Regions from separate parts of the Pan troglodytes genome. Here all the other regions are linked to region 2. Evidence: chromatin contacts called from public HiChIP or PLAC-seq data. All regions are on one chromosome and are shown on one strand. Each heading gives the region's core, a stretch centred on a gene start, on an enhancer-like site or on the middle of the called end of the contact. The rest is flanking DNA. Distances are from core to core; before and after follow the strand shown. Region 1 holds the start of ZC3H6 (zinc finger CCCH-type containing 6). Region 2 holds the start of CHCHD5 (coiled-coil-helix-coiled-coil-helix domain containing 5). Region 3 holds the start of ZC3H8 (zinc finger CCCH-type containing 8).

Evidence for each region. HiChIP or PLAC-seq counts read pairs in DNA pulled down with a chosen protein or histone mark.
Region 1: an H3K4me3 HiChIP or PLAC-seq map of stem cell-derived excitatory neurons shows a contact between it and region 2, with 2.9 times the contacts expected there. The contact joins the promoter of ZC3H6 here to the promoter of CHCHD5 in region 2. A contact is called at or near these places in 1 of 7 Hi-C or Micro-C datasets (stem cell-derived neural progenitor cells) and 1 of 1 datasets of contacts at active chromatin or transcription factors (stem cell-derived excitatory neurons).
Region 3: a contact with region 2 is called in an H3K4me3 HiChIP or PLAC-seq map of stem cell-derived excitatory neurons, with 5 times the contacts expected there. The contact joins the promoter of ZC3H8 here to the promoter of CHCHD5 in region 2. A contact is called at or near these places in 1 of 7 Hi-C or Micro-C datasets (stem cell-derived neural progenitor cells) and 1 of 1 datasets of contacts at active chromatin or transcription factors (stem cell-derived excitatory neurons).

Annotation. Positions count from the first base shown.
Region 1 is chr12:10,941,968-10,944,667 of NHGRI_mPanTro3-v2.0_pri, forward strand. It overlaps ZC3H6 (zinc finger CCCH-type containing 6), which reads right to left and starts at 1,323. Exons shown (of 12, transcript XM_063789421.1): 1 at 482-1,323. The coding sequence starts at 513.
Region 2 is chr12:10,685,805-10,688,504 of NHGRI_mPanTro3-v2.0_pri, forward strand. CHCHD5 (coiled-coil-helix-coiled-coil-helix domain containing 5) reads right to left here and starts at 1,377. Exons shown (of 3, transcript XM_063789410.1): 1 at 1-1,377.
Region 3 is chr12:10,962,071-10,964,770 of NHGRI_mPanTro3-v2.0_pri, forward strand. ZC3H8 (zinc finger CCCH-type containing 8) reads left to right here and starts at 1,284. Exons shown (of 9, transcript XM_063788918.1): 1 at 1,284-1,512. The coding sequence starts at 1,439.

The DNA.
Region 1 (2,700 bases), core at 73-2,572, 260 kb after region 2:
CCTTTTGGTGCTGCTTAAAACTTCCCTGAAAACCAAATGTTTATTTTTTAGAGGTGTTCTCGGTTCTCGGGAAGCAGTCAAATATCAAAACACCCATTCCTGAAAATTCCTGGCTGGTCCTATCTGGCCGGGAGCACCGACACCTGGACCGGCAGAAGCAGGACCTCAGCACCGAGCCGGGACGCTGAGAGCCGCCCGGCGCACACGGAGCCCGCCCGGGGGCGGGGGGCTCGCACGTGCCCGGCCGGGGGCGGGGCCGGCGCCGGCGAGCAGCGACCCCGGCTCGGGGAGGCGGGCGCGGCCGGGCCGACCTCCCCCGCGGCCGCGATCCAGCAGTTTACATAAGGGTGCGCGTCATGGAACTGACGGAGCCACACAGAGACGTCTAGGTCATGCAGGAGGCGCCCGGCCCCGGCCCGCTCCCGCCGCCCCAGACCCCTCCTCTCATCCGACAGAAAGACAGACAAGAAGGGTTCCCGACCTGTCGTGCCCTGCATGTTCAGAGTCTGTCATGTTTGGTCAAGAACGGGGCGGGGCTGGAGGGCAGGTCTGCGAGGCCGGCGGCGGCGGGGCGCGGGGAAGACCCCCGCGCCGCCTGCGGGAACCTGCTCCCGGCCGCCGCCGACAGGTGACGAAGTGGTAAAAACTCACGGTTACTAGTGAGCGACACAGACACAGACTTTCCAGTCTATTAACAACCACGCCAGAGAGATGGGGCTCTAACTGCAAACACTGGGCAACGGCCCCGCGCTGCCGGCGCTGCCGCTCTAGTCTCTATTCGCCGCCGGTGGCTGTGGCGTGGGAGCGGGCGGGCGGCGTGCAGCGACGCGGGGATTTGGACAGTGGCCGTAACGGTGATTTCTCCTCACCAACATGGCGGCACCCGAAACAGGCGGCTCGAGAAAATGGCGCCGGCCGCAACACCTTGCCCGGGACTAAAGGGCAAGAGAGATTCCTCCGCGAGCCGCGGCCCTTGCCCAGCCCGCCGGGGCCGAGCGCGTTGACCATTGGAGGAGAGTGCCCGTCAATCACCTGCAGGGGCGGGTCTTCGCCCTTCTGTGTGCAGCGGCGGAGGCGGCAGCCTAGTGGCAGGGCCGGGCGGCGAGAGACGCGGCCGGATGGCTCCTCGAGTGTCTGCAGGAGGGGGAGGCAGCCCACGGGACCTACGAGGGCCACCAGCGCTTCTGCTCCCGGCGCAGTACGGGCCGCGGTTTTTCCTGCGAGACGCCCGCCGCCTGAGGAGTTCCAGACGCACCAAGCAAACGGGCCCCAAAACCGTTAGCCGAGGCGGGCGGGGGTGGGATAACAAAGAATAAGGCAGCTGTAGAGTCCTTAAATTTTTTTGTTAAAACCTTTGTTCTTGTAATAATAGGGAAATGCAGTTTCTCCTTCACAGTTGTAGCAAGTATCTGTTTTTGTAACGTTTAGTGTTCAGAATCATGTTTTAAGGAAAATAGCTTGCCATGCAGTTTTTTCTTGTATTTGCTGTTAAATTTACCCAATTATTACTTAAATAGGAATAGCTATTGAAATAATTGTATAAACGTTACTTTATTTCGTAATAATATTAACATGTAAAATGTATGCGAGTATTTTATAAATACTATTAAGCATGCTTTTTTTTTTTTTTTTTTTTTTCTGAGATGGAGTCTCCTCTGTCGCCCAGGCTGGAGTGCAGTGTCGCGCTCTCGGCTCACTGCAACCTCTGCCTCCTGGGTTCAAGCAATTTTCCTGCCTCAGCCTCCCGAGTAGCTGGAACTACAGGCACGCGCCACCACGCCTGGCTAATTTTTGTATTTTTAGTAGAGATGGGGTTTCCCCATTTTGGCCAGGCTGGTCTCGAACTCCTGACCTCAGGTGATCCGCCCTCCTGGGTCTCCCAAAGTGCTGGGGTTACAGCCGTGAGCCACCGCGCCCGACCATGCATGAGTTTTTTATACTTATGAAGTGACCTTAAAAATTTTTTAAATGACAAGTCAGTGTTTTGGCCTATTTAATATATTAGTCCTGAAGGAAAGTTGCTTGCTTTTTACTAAAATGATAGACTCAATGATTAATCCAAATATCTGACTTAATTTGTCTTAATAATACATTTTACTAATACATAAATGGAATGCATTCAAAAACAATTGCAATGAGTGGATTAAATTAGAAATGTAAAGTTTTTGATATTAACATATACATTGAAAATAAAGGCCGGGCGTAATGGCTCACGCCTGTAATCCCAGCACTTTGGGAGGCTGAGGCGGGCAGATCACTAGAGGTCGGGAGTTCGAGACCCGCCTGACCAACATGGAGAAACCCAGTCTCTACTAAAAATAAAAATTAGCCAGGCGTGGTAGCCCATGCCTGTAATCCTAGCTAATCGGGAAGCTGAGGCAAGAGAATCGCCTGAACCCGGGAGGCGGAAGTTGCGGTGAGCCGAGGTCGAGTCATTGCGCTCCAGCCTGGGCAACAAAAGCGAAACTCCGTCTTAAAAAAAAAAAAAAAAAAAAAGTCGCCCTTTTTTTTTTTAAAGTTGAATACAGCCAGTGACAGGACCTGTGGTCGCACTATTTTTTTTTTTTTCAGTTGAACGCAGCCAGTGACAGGACCTGTACTTATAGCCATACCATAATAAATTTGTAGGGAGCTTTCAAAAGGTACTATGAAGGTACTATGAAGAAACTATGTTAACATTTGGAGTTACATTAAAATCTC
Region 2 (2,700 bases), core at 127-2,626:
CGGCGCCCTGAGTAGCCACTTCCGCCCTCTTCTGGCTAAATTGCTTTATCCCTATTTCCGGCTTGCCATGGCAGCGCTCGGGGTTTAACGGAAGTAAGCAATGGAAAGTATGGTGGTGCCTCGGGTCCAAAGAGAATGCGCCGCTGAGTTGCGCGGCACCTGACGGGATTGAGCCTCAGACACAAGCGCTCCAAATCTCCGACTGTAGCTGGTGGGAAGCGCCTGCTGTTGCTGCAGCGTCTCAACATGTCGTTCCCATTTTCGTTGGGTGCTGTGGCGGTAGGCTGTTGGGCTCAGGGATAGGGGGCCTGATTCCTGACGCCGCGCTGCCACCATCGGCCTTGCGCAGACGCTGATAATCCCCCTGGCACCCTGGTTCATGCGAGCGCTTGGAACAGGAGGGAAGAGGGAGTCAAACCAAGAGCCGAACTAATTCGGCTTGTGCCTGCCATTTACCCAGCCTGGGACCCAGACGTTTCCCCATCCCTTAGCGTACGCCAGGACAGACATGGCGTTTAATCCTGACTCCATGAGACTATCAAGCTAGTTACTTCCTCTCTTTGTAATTAATTCCTCCTAATGTAGCAACATTTCCCCCTTCCTTCTCATCTGTCTTAAAAGTGTGAGGTTAGACCTGGGCGTGAGTTTCCCCACATAAGAGACTGGATATCCCCTGGTCAGAGAACTGAGCATCAGTCCTGCCGTTTAGTTTGCAGATCTTTCAAGACTCTAGTCAAAATGAGCAGAACATTTTGCAGTTAATCATAGAGTTGAAGATGAACGAGAAGATGAACGAGAGCTACTTGATTGTGAACTAGTAACGACCACTTGGAGTCGCAGTGTGTCTGTAAAATGATGACAGTGACATCATAGAGGACATAGTGCAAGTGAACAGTTTGATACTGAGCTTGGAGCCTCAGTAGTTCTGGATAAGTGAGAGCTGTACGGGAGGTTGTAACCATGAGCTACCCTGGTTGGCAGTTGACATCTGAGGACCAGCACTGGTCATCGCACAGAAAGAAAACTTTACACCTTGAGATCCCTCCATTCTTCTTAAACTTCCAAGTGTATGTTTGATGGGAGAAGAGGGGAAGGGATCAACATTTAAAGGCTCTGGAAGGAGTCAGATAACTGTTTTTGGCTTCAAATGTAGAATGAATCCCTAGATTTTCCTCTACTGAGAGAATGAAATCTTAACCCATTCCGTTCCCTTGTTGGTACTCAGAAACGGATACCCCAAAGATGCATTTTGACATGCTGAAAGGCCTTAGAAGCTGCCTCAGAAGATCTGTCTAACCTTGTCTTGTTGGTGTGTGGGAGTGGGAATGCCCACAGGTGCACAGGGAGGGAGTTTCTGAAATTTTCTTATCTGACCGAGAAAGCAAAAAAAAAAAAAAAAAATCAATTGTCTTAAACCCGGTTTCTAGGGATCTCATTAAAGAACTAGGAAAAATTAACCACCTGTTAACAGAAAAACCAAACTGAAATGTTTTAAAGAGATTTATTTTGAGCCAATATGAGTGACCATGGCCTGGGGAACACAGGCTCAAGAGGTCCTGAGAAAGTGTGCCTGAGACAGTAGAATTACAGTTTGGTTTTGTACATTTTAGGTGGACAGGAGTTACAGACAAAGACATAAATCAGTACATGGAAGGTAAAGATTGTGTTCAGCTGGGTGCAGTGGCTCACGCCTGTAATCCCAGCACTTTGGGAGGTCGAGGTGGGCGAATCGCTTGAGGTCAGGAGTTCGAGACCAGCCTGGCTAACATGGTGAAACCCTGTCTCTACAAAAAATACAAAAAATTAGCCAGGGATGGTGGCAGGCACCTGTAGTCCTGGAGCTACTCAGGAGGTTGAGGCACGAGAATTGCTGCGGAGGTTGTAGTGAGCCGAGACCACACCACTGCACTCCAGCCTGGGTGACAGAGCATGACTCTGTCTCAAAAAAAAAAAAAAAAAATTCTACGGTATTTATATAATACATTTTGTAGTACCACTTATAACCACTTGGGTGCGTGGGTTGCCCATTAAATCAAACAGTTTACAGTTGAGCCTTGAACATGGATTTAAACTGTACGGGTCCACTTATACTCAGATTTTCTTCTGCCGCTGTCACTCTGAGACAGCAAGACCAACCCCCTTCCTCTCCTCAGCCTACTCAATGTGAAGAGGACAAGGATGAAGGCCTTTATGATAATCCACTTCCACTTAATGAATAGTATATTTTATCTTCCTTACGATTTCCTTAATAACAGTTTCTTCTCTCTACTTTACTATTGCAAGAATACAGTATATAATGCATATAACCTACAAAATATGTGTTAATCTACTATTTATGTCATCAGTAAGACTTCAGATCGACAGTAGGCTATTAAGTTTTGGGGGAGTCAAAAGTTATATGTGGATTTTCTACTGCATTGTTTAAGGGTCAACTGTAGATTCAAGGACTACCTAGGATTGTAGAGTTGACTGATAGCACTGGGACTGATGATAACATCATAACCTGAAGAAGTGTCAACAATGGTGATGGACCCCCGGCAACCATGGAGTGGGGAAGTCTAAAGATAGATGTCATCCACCAGGCAGGAGTTGGTGCTGCCAGTGTGTCATGTACTGCAGCCTCTTTTATTTATTTATTTTTATTTATTTATTTTTTGAGACAGCATCTCGCTTTGTCACCCAGGCTGGAATGCAGTGGCA
Region 3 (2,700 bases), core at 34-2,533, 280 kb after region 2:
CTTCCTGCTAAAGAGGGGGTAATTCTAGTTTTTATCTCCTTAATTCAATTTTTTCTCTGAATTTTTAGTAATGATTCATGTTCCATAGGTGATGGCCTACAATATAAACAACATGGGAAAGTAGAATTTCCCTGGGGAAGATGTCTGGCTTCAAATAGTTCCCTTCACTAATCGGTAAAGGGATCCTGATTCATGCCAAGAATCAAACACTCCCTTCACTTACAGAAGCAAGTCAGGTTCTCTATCACTGGCCCAACCTAGGGTTTGAGCCTTCCTTTCTACAGGTCCCTTAAATGGCATTACATTGAGCAAAACTGAGCAATTTCCTGTTCTGCAACAGCATGCTCTATTTTCCTGCCTTCATACAATTCTCTCTACTTGGAATGCCCACTTCCTCTTTTCCTATGGAAATATCTCAAGACCCAGCTCAAATACTCCCTTCTCAAGAAGCCTTCCCAACTGGATGCAATTTTTTCCCTCTTCTGAATTCTCTTAGTATTTGGTACTTTTTAACGGACTTTTCTGTCTTGAGGTTACTTGTGTATTCATTTTAATTCCCATTCAATTGTAGAGACCCTACAAGTTACATTACCTGACTACACATCTGTTTATTCATTTCAAAAATGTGAATGGTAATAGAACATCTTCTACAGGGCTGTTGTGAGGATTAAGTTAGCTAACATGTGAAACGCTATTTCTAAGGAATAGTAGTGGAGTGCTCAGATAAATGTTAGCTGTTACTACCATCCCTTAGAATACTGTGATTTTGATGGAAGAGTTTTCACCAAGGTGAAAGCAGAATCCTAACAACTCATTTTAAAAATTCTGGGCTGGGGCCGGGCGCGGTGGCTCACGCCTGTAATCCCAGCACTTTGGAAGGCTGGGGCGGGCGGATCACGAGATCAAGAGATCGAGACCATCCTGGCCAACATGGTGAAATCCCGTCTCTACTAAAAATACAAAAATTAGCTGGGCGTGGTGGCAGACACCTGTAATCCCAGCTACTCAGGAGGCTGAAGCAGGAGACTTGCTTGAACCCGGGAGGCGGAGGTTGCAGTGAACCAAGATCACGCCACTGCAGTCCAGCCTGGACGACAGAGCTTGACTCTGTCTTTAAATAAATAAATAAACAAACAAATAAGTAAATAAATAAAATAAACAAAATTCTACTATCTGAGGTAATGGACGAAAAAGCTTACAGAAGGGCAACCACGGCGGCGCCTGCGCAGAGCCGAGGCGAAGGAGGCAGGGAGAGAGCTGGCTTGCCCAGAGTCGCGGAGGGCGGTGCGGCGCATGCGCGGGGCAGGTGAGGCTGCGCGGGGCGGAGCCTGTGGCCCTGGCGCGGCTCTGGGTCCGTCTCGTCGCGTCCGGGTTGTCACTCTCTCGGGTTGTTAGTCTGTAGCTTTCCGGCTCGCGAAAGGGAGGACCTGTCTGGGTCATGGATTTTGAGAATCTTTTCTCAAAACCCCCCAACCCGGCCCTCGGCAAAACGGCCACGGACTCTGACGAAAGGTGATCCCATATCTTTTCATCTTTTGAATGCAGGGGCTCAGCGGGACTCCGCCTCTTAGTTTCTTCTGGATTGGAGGCAGTCCGGGGCCACGTCCGGGCCGCGTCGCGAGGGCCCGTGGGGAGCACGTGGGCCGGCCGGGCGCCACCGTCTGACCTATAGAGGTCGTGCGGGGTCCGGGTGGGAGCAGAAGCTGAACACGGGGCTCAGGCGTAGGCCGCCAGGGCCGGGGCTGTCGAGAGCCTGGGCGGGGGAGCGGGGTGGAGGCGAGAAGGCTCCGGGATGCGCCCCTTTCTCTGCACAGCAGCGGGTTAGGAGCCCGCCTCTGTGGTCCCGTAGCGTCTGTCTTTACCGTTGTTGCCTGTTTCCACGAGACCGTAAACTCCCAAAGGACACTGATTTGACCTTTTTCACTGACACCTGCTAGGTTCTTTTCTGTAGAAAGGATGAAACCACAAGTTTATTAAAAGGTAAAGAATAGGCAATACTCTGCCATTAGTCCACTGATTGGCATGGAAAGACCCTAAAGACCACAATAAAGCAACAGACGTCATTTGGACTTAATATTTCCATTAGGTTGGAAAAGCAAGTGAGACTCTTGGTCAAATGGCCCTAATTTGTAGATTATATTTTTGGAGCAGTGTATAGTGATTTGAAATGCTAAAAACCACCATCTTTGTTCTTAAACCTACGTCTTTTATTTCCCTCAACTGAGATATGTTTCCAATTGTGATTGATTTTACCATTCGATATTGGTCAGCTGTTCACTCTATCTCAAATTTTACCTTAACTGATCATCCAGAGCTTTACCTTGTGCTTTACATGAAATAAATCATTTAATCCTCAAAACAAACTTAAAGAGAAGATGATGCCGTCCTCGTTTTACAGATGGGAAAACTGAGGCACGGAGAGGCTAAATAACCTGCCGAGATTGCACAATGTAAGTGGAAGAGCTATGTCCAGGATCCATGATTTTATCACCAAGCTTCTCATGCAAAATGACTAAAATTTTAAAATAAGGCCTATAAATATTGGAAAGAGGCAGATACACTAATTACTTGCAGATGATATAATTTACTAAGAAAAATAACTGGTACTAATTGATATGTTATAAAATACATAAGAATTCATCACACAAAAAAAGATAATAGCAACATTTAAAAATCCGAACAGCAGCTATCAGTTTCAAA